Regions from separate parts of the Mus musculus genome. Here region 1 is linked to region 2. Evidence: chromatin contacts called from public Hi-C data. All regions are on one chromosome and are shown on one strand. Each heading gives the region's core, a stretch centred on a gene start, on an enhancer-like site or on the middle of the called end of the contact. The rest is flanking DNA. Distances are from core to core; before and after follow the strand shown. Region 1 has its middle 120 kb from the start of Gm52244. Region 2 has its middle 64 kb from the start of Gm41483.

Region 1 (3,854 bases), core at 1,054-3,553, 290 kb after region 2:
GGCTGCTGTTTCTGGAGCGCTTACCTGGGCTTGTTTCTTTTTGCTTCAGCTCTTTCCCTTGCTTTTTATACTGCCATTTCTCATTCCCAAGTTCTTACTAAGTCAGCTGTTATCATCTGCCATATCACCCCCAAAGAAAATCCAATTTGCTGCCTTCGTAAACAATATTGATGTTTCATAAGAACTTATGATTTAGAAGGTAGATAAAATGAATCCATTTCTTCATTTTGATGATAGCTCTACACACTTGCCTTCTATTTCGATGCAAATATTAAACTCTTAAACTTGCTTAATGTATTCTTTTAAAAGTAACCTTATTCAGAAATATTAAGTAAAATGAACCATTTTGAATGCCCTAAGTTCTCAATACTGGAAGGATTGTTATTGCCAAGGAAGGAAAAAGCAGTAAGCAGTAACTGAGGTGAAATGATATGGAAAAATCAAGTGGGCTTCATTTATGTCTGTTATTTGATTTGTATTTGTAGAATTACTCTGATATTTAGTGTGTATGTGCATATATTCTCTCTCTCTCTCTCTCTCTCTCTCTCTCTCTCTCTCTCTCTCTCTCTCGTGTGTGTGTGTGTGTGTGTGTGTGTGTGTGTGTGTTTGGGGAAACTGTGGAGAAGACAGATTTATTCCTTACTTTGTGAGGAATTCTTGGCTAGATTATGTCTTATAGGCTTCTTGGCTGGCAAGCGTGGGGTACCTATGTGGATAACCGTATGGGTCTGTGTGTCTCAGAGACATCTTTAGAGAAGGAAGTCAGTAAAGTGGTGCTAAATCGCTTTGAGAATTGATATAATGCATTGTTATGAAACTCTGATTTTGTCAGATTTTTCCTTTTGTCTTAGATTCTTCTTAGCCAAACACCTAGGATGATGGAAGGGTGGTGAACTGTGGTCTCTATGGAGATATGTTGATATCTGTCTCTTTGTCCCTGAGACAGTAACCTTTGGGAATAGGGTATTCACATATACAATCACGCGAGAACAAGAACACTATATATACTTAATTTTGGTGATCCTTATAAGAGGGAAAACCATGTGAAAACAGAAATGTAGATAGAGTGGCATCGTGCACACAGGCATGACAGGAATGATGTAGCTGCATGCCAGAGGACAGAGGAGTGACAGTCCCCCAGAGCTGGCAGAGGCCAGGCACCAAGGGATTGGGATTATGTAGACATTTTGATTCTTCACTGTGTCTTTGGGCTCCATCTGGAGCTTTAAGCCACCATGTTCATGGTGCTTCTTCCCTGCAACCCGAAAAACTAATTCAGAGAGCTGAAGTCAAACATGAGAAGGGAAAAGACTTGTTTGTGTGCTCTTGTTTTCCACTGTTCTCCTGGGGTTGAGAAGGGCATTTCTCCCATGGTGCCAACAACCTGGAGACTGACTTTGCAAAGCTTTTTAGGACCTGCCAGGGCTCCATCAGGGAGCTCCGAGAAAATGACACCACCATTATATGATTTTAAAGCTATAAAAGATGAGCGTATTAAAGACCCAAGTCTTCGAAATGTTCCTTTCCGTGCGATTATGATACAGCAAGGAAGGCGGTGCTGGTGATAAAGTGGGCTGTTTGTTCTACAAAGGCCTTGTGGAAAACACATGTAAACTCAAGCGCTGTCGGCACATTCTTCTCCCACAAACTGTCTTTTCTGTTAGATGCCTATGGTTCCATCTGTCACACAGGAAATGGCTATCTGTTTTACCGGACCCATTGGATGAGATCGAGGCTAGCGTTCCTGGGGGTTACTTGGGAACCAGTGCTACAACGATCTGATATAGCTTTGAGCACTAGGTGGCATCAGAGAACCTGCACGTGCCCTGGTCTTCAGAGCTTGGAAAGTCCTGGCTGGTTTCATGAGCTCTTCTTCCTTTGCTTTCCTTTTGCCTCCACCTCATTGCGAAGCAGACACTTTGTGGTCTGATGCTCTACGTAGCTGTAGCTAAGGCTGCCAATTCCCAGAGAATCCCAGTTCTCCTGAAGGGCAAGATGAAAGCAGAGATATGTAAGTGCTATGTTTGGGAGATGGGAAGATGTCTCATCTTCAACAGGCTTTTTGAGAAGGGTTACTCCTCGCTTTCCCTGACCCTTCTTGCAAAGCCTGTTGAAGATGAAATGCGCTCTTCCTGGGACATTCTTGATAGTAATAGTGATTAGATTTCGTCAGGAGATAGCCAATATGATTGGCTGCATCTTGCAAATTGTGGTCCCCGGAGCCAGTGTTCTGTGTTCCCGGGACTGGGAACTACATTTGAGGTTATTACGATCTTCCTGTAACTGAGCGCTGACCCACATTGTCAGCGCTGCCGTTACTTTTTGTGGAAACACACACTTCTTCCTAATCATCTCTCCTCATGTGTGGGAGACTAGTCAGCCGGTGCTCATCGCATTGAGATTGCTCAGCGTACATTATCATTTGTTTTCAAGTCATCAGCATCAGCACGGGTCCAACATAGACCTTTTTTTATAAACCTTTGGTTGGGAAGTTGTTTTCTGCTTTGTGTAAACTACAATTTAAAAACATTATTTAAGCGAATGAAGTCATCACGAGACTGAGTTTGAGTTTCCAAAAAATTGTGAAAACATAGGCCCAAGGAGACATATGAATTCTGCTTTTTAGCAGTCAAGTGGAGTACAATAGGAAAAATCTAGACTTCCTGCTTCATTTGCAGCTGCCGCATTTCACATGTTGGTGTATTTCAAAATGTAGGCTTACATAAATCTTTTGTTTGGTGCATTAAATAGTCTAGGATCACAGTTTGGCCATTAAGTTGTTTTTTAAAATGAAGCTCATGTTTTAAAAAGTCACACTCAACTATACTTTGGTAGATTTTACTTACAATTAATATTTTTTAAAGAAACATAATATTCTCTTATATTCCATCCTTTCTCAAATAGTAAGAATGTTTGAATAAAAATAAAGTATCAGTTTTAGTGGTAGCTGATTGTGGGTTAAAAGTGCCATCTAGTGGTTACACAAGGAAGTTCATTTAACTTATAAATGATAGTGTAAATTTCTCCTTTTCACTTCCATACCAGAAAGCAGTACAGTTGTCAGTTGGTGAAATTATCCATCATCTGGATATGGATCCACCAAGACAGCATGCTACAGGGTTTGATGAAGCTATACTTTGTACTATGCTGGACTCAGCAAATGTCATGAAACCATCTGGTTAAATACAATGTAGATGTACAAGACAGGAGGCCAACGGATTTCCCTCTTGCTCATAAACTTTTCCTGAGGGTTTTTTTTTCATGATTGATTAATATATTAAAACCAAACTCCTGTGCAAATAGTAAACAAAAACAGATCTCTCTGTCTCTGTGTCTATCTCTCTATCTCCCTGTCTCTGTCTCTCTGTCTCTGTGTGTGTGTGTGTGTGTGTGTGTGTGTGTGTGTATGTGTGTGTGTGTAGAGATGTGCTTGAATACAGGAAAACAACTCATTTAACTGTTCCTTCAGAGGCTCCTTCCTCATGATCACTTGTCATGATAAATGCAGAAAGGAGGCTCCATCAACCCCTCGGGAGAGATCTTCAGCCTCTGGCTAAGAGCCATGAATGAACCAATGGCAGAATTCCAATCTCACTCAATTTCTCTTGAGCCAGTCATTGGGATGTGTCAAGGTTTCTTCCAGCAGGTTCCCCCTTGCCTTCTTCCCTTCTCTCTCTCTCTCTCTCTCTCTCTCTCTCTCTCTAAGGACAGGCCATCTCTGTATCCTTCTCTCTCTCTCTCTCCCTAAGGACAGGCCATCTCTGTATCCTTCTCTCTCTCTGAGAACAGCCCACCTTGCTGTATAAAACCTGCAGACATAAAACCCAGAATAACATTCAGTCCTAGGGAATGCT
Region 2 (3,959 bases), core at 77-2,576:
ATTTTTGAGAGGCAGTTCTTCTTCCACTACAAAGCCCCGGGAAGTGAACTTAAATTGTCAAGCTTCACAGCAAACACCTTTCTCCACTGGGCCCTCATGCTGTCCTGGGAAAAGTTTATTTTTAAAACAGAAGAATTTTTTCCATTTTCTTTTCATGATTGAAGATGCAGAAGCTGTTGTTAATTCTTCCTGGTTCTTGGAATCAACTGGGTTTTTTTTTTTCCCTTCGTGCTCAGCAATTTTTCTTTCTTTACTATGAATCTGTATTGAAAAAGATCAGAGAGTTCAAACTCCATCTACGTTTGTCTTGCATATCTAGGAAGAGCAGATAAGGCATGTGGGAGCTGGCATGTTGTGCAGCCCAGATCTCACTTGGGAGGGAGGATTTGTTGTCCCTGCTGTTGGGATGCAGTTGTTGTCCATCCTCAGCTGTCAGCCCCTTCAGGATCCTCCTGAGCTATGGTGAATTCCAATCAGTGGACATGTCCGATCCTGGTCATTTTGGCTGTGCTCACATCTGCTCTGCAGGGACAGTCTTACTTCAGAGATCCCCAGGAGCTAACTGACTCTTCTGTTTAACCAGTGTCTTCTTGTTTCTTTCCATTCCATCTCTTGTGCTGAACCCCATGCCCGTCTGCTAACTCAACACTCTCCGTAGAACTCTGTCCTAGATCTGGCATTTAAGAAATGTGACAGGAGTGACTGGTGAGAGTCAGGAGGAAAGAAGGGTTTGCTGCTCTGTGTGAAAAAGCCAAGTGCTCTATGGATCACCAAGAGTGTATGTATTCATAAGCAAGTGTGCTTTCCATGCGGAGTGTTTGAATGTGTCTTGTGGCTTTGCTCAACATCCTTCATGCCTTACCACATTTGGGTTAATAAATGCCTAGCAGCATAGGGGACAGAGGGCTCCTTGGATGCTCAGAGCTTTTTAACCAAAGTTCAGCCCCTGAATAGCTTCCCACATCTTCTCTCCTTAAAACCATTTAAACAATTGACTTGTTTTTCAATGTTTCTGTAATGTTGATCATTTCTGACAGATTGGATGGAGCAGTGTGCATGATTTTAGATTCTAATTTTCTCCTAATGTTGCTTTTGATTTTTCTCAGAAAGAGATATTTCCTTTAATTCTCACCCAAGTTCATGCCTGGTTGAAGGGATTTTAGGTAGCTCCTCGGGTAACTCTGGCCATCTTCCCCGGAGCTAAAGACATTGGCCTTCTTTTAATTAGGACTTTTGGGGCTTTGGTGTTTACAGTGTCTGGCAAGCAAGGGGTTGTGCTGTTCTAACTATCTTGTCATTTAGATAAATTTCAGGGCACTCCTTGGCTCCAGGCTTCTCTCTGGAGTTCCCCCAACAGGCCTAATTTGATATATTGCCTCAACAAATCCCATCAGCCCAGCTGGATTTGGAGCTGAGGGTGAGGATGGTTTATAGAAGTAATAACAACAGAAATGTCCTCTCTGAGACAGGCGAATAATTTCCTCTCTGCTCCAGTCCAATACGATTTCCCTTAATCTTTTTAATGCTTGGGAAGTGGCGGCTTCCTCTGTCCTTAAAGCCACTTTTCTTCCCTGAAGGTTAATGTATTGAAAGAGAGAAGGGCCATTGTTTCTGGTCCTCTGGGCAAACACCCTTTTTTTCTTGAGCGTCATTTGTCAATTTACTCACATGGTTTGGATTCAAAGAAATGAGTCATAGTCACTGGTTTTCCAGAGTAAGTAAGGCCCCCCCACCCCCCCATTGGAAAAAGAATACAGAACCAAGCTGGTTACCCATGCGTGATCTTTCTGCCTTTCAGGGCTATTGATGATCAAGACTTTGCTTGGTATGATGCAGTCTCTTTATGGATTCAAGCCTTGGTCTCTTGCTGCCTCCTTCAGCCAGGTCCCTGATTTATTCTTTCCTCCTATTTTCCTGCAGATTCTTCTTAGCACAGTTCTTTCTCTACCCACCAAGAACAAGAGTCCCCATCCTCAATATTTCAGACTCCTTTGCAGTCACTGGGCATCTTTCTCTCTGAGGACTGTCCCATGTACAGGAAGGGCATGTCAGAAATGAATCTGCCGAGACTTCAGCGAAACCCTTCAAGGTTTCGTTAGCATCTCTGTTTGCATATTTTATGAAAAATTTTTTCCTTTTAAAATGGTTTCTGCATCTCTGCATTTAATATCCGGGAAGCACATCCTTGTTCACTCTTGTCTAATCAGCCTCGATCTTTCTCCTGTCTTCTCCGATGAGGAGGTGTTGGGCTCTGATGGGAGGTGATGGGAGAAGAAAGAACAGGGCACCTTCAAACTTCATTCCCTCTGCCCGAGACTGCCATTACAGTTTGCCATGTTTGGTGAACTGACAATGAACAGTAATTTCTGGCAGTAATCACCCACAGGTCACATGGATAGTAAGGACATAAACTTTAGGACATAAATTTTTGCCAGTTATAATTTAGCATGCCATCTTAACTTTCACTGAATTGTGCAGCTTCATTCACAAAAGTAGATATGTGTGCTGTCGAGATTCAGGAATTAGTTAATTACACGTTTCTTTGTCTGCACTAGAGATGAAAACTAGAACCTTGCAGTAGAGATTGAATCTCGAACCTTGTGCGTGCTGAGCAAGTACTCTGACATTGAGCTTCATCCCTACTTTCCTTTATTCTTTTTATTTCTAGATGGGCTCTCAAGACGTTTCCCAGACTTGAACTCACTCTGTAGTTCAAGCATGCCTTGAATCTACACTCCTTCTAAATAGCTAAGGTAATTGGGTGTGGCTAATACTGGGTCTTTTTCCAGCTCTGTAGACCTATTTCTGTGGCCACTGGCTTCTTGGGGCTTCAGTTTACATATGGATGAGATGAACATGTTTTTTACCATGCCTATGGTTCCATTCCAAGTTTTGCATTCTCTATGTCAGTTTTGATGATCAATTATTTCTATTGGTGTTGTTTTCTGAGACAGAGACTTACAGTAGAACTCAGATGAGTTCCTGATTTACTATGTAGACCACAGTGACCTTGATTCTTCTGTATGTGTGAGTTCTGGGCTTATAGATATGCATTACCATGTTACAAAAATTGCTAATCTTGCATCATTTTAAAAATCACATTTGAGAGCTAGAGACCTGGCTCACTGGTTAAGGGCATGAACTGCTCTTACAAAGGACTAAGTTTCCATTCCCAGCAGCCCTACTGGATCATCATAAACAACTTCTAGGAGGATCCAGTGCCTGAGGTCTCCACAATACCTGTGTGCTCTTGCATGTGTGAACAGACAGGCAGGCAGACAGACAGACAGACAGACACACACACACTCTTTCCTTCCTTCCTTCCTTCCTTCCTTCCTTCCTTCCTTCCTTCCTTCCTTCCTTCCTTCCTTCCTTCCTTCCTTCCTTCTTTCCTTCCTTCTCTCCTTCTCCTCCTCCTCCTTTTTTGAGACAGGATTTCTTTGTGTAGCCCTGACTGTCCTGGAACTCTCTGTAGACCAGGCTATCATTGAACTCACAGAGATCCACATGCCTCTGCCTTCTGAGTGCTGGGATTAAACGCATGCTTGCCACATCACCACGACCTGGCTAGCTTGTTTTTGCATTTGATTTTTTTCCATAAAATGTCTAAGAATTAACTCATATTTGGATCTTCCATTTTGAAAAACATGATCCTTTCTTTTAGAGTTTGAAAACACGATTTTCCATACTTCCATTGAAGGTTTGTATGGGGAAAGATCGCTCAAATGAGAATCACGTGATGGATGTGAATGGAGCTATGGGCTTACAGTAGAAAACCACACAGAACAAAGATGAATACTAAGCATCAGGGAGGGAAGTGGTTGAGAGAAAGTGTTCTAGGATTGACATTTACAATGGTCTCAAGGCTTGGCAATTCTTCCCTCCCAAACGACAACTGTGTGATCTTAACCTCTAATCCTCTCCATAATCCTTTTTTACAAATATTTGGCAGATCATGT

Evidence for each region. A called contact is a pair of places that touch in the nucleus more often than the background predicts.
Region 1: a Hi-C map of the N1E-115 cell line shows a contact between it and region 2, with 8 times the contacts expected there. The contact joins two enhancer-like sites. A contact is called at or near these places in 1 of 484 Hi-C or Micro-C datasets (the N1E-115 cell line) and 2 of 115 datasets of contacts at active chromatin or transcription factors (cardiomyocytes and embryonic stem cells).

What each region holds. Positions count from the first base shown.
Region 1 is chr16:85,675,423-85,679,276 of GRCm38.p6, forward strand. No RefSeq gene overlaps it. Among named protein-coding and RNA genes, the nearest start is that of Gm52244, 120 kb to the left of the region's middle. Within about 2 kb of position 2,304, at least 8 of the 459 cell types and tissues checked have an H3K27ac peak or open chromatin away from gene starts, as enhancers often do. A contact at or near this core is called in the N1E-115 cell line, where this site is marked.
Region 2 is chr16:85,385,660-85,389,618 of GRCm38.p6, forward strand. No RefSeq gene overlaps it. Among named protein-coding and RNA genes, the nearest start is that of Gm41483, 64 kb to the left of the region's middle. Within about 2 kb of position 1,327, at least 2 of the 459 cell types and tissues checked have an H3K27ac peak or open chromatin away from gene starts, as enhancers often do. A contact at or near this core is called in the N1E-115 cell line, where this site is marked.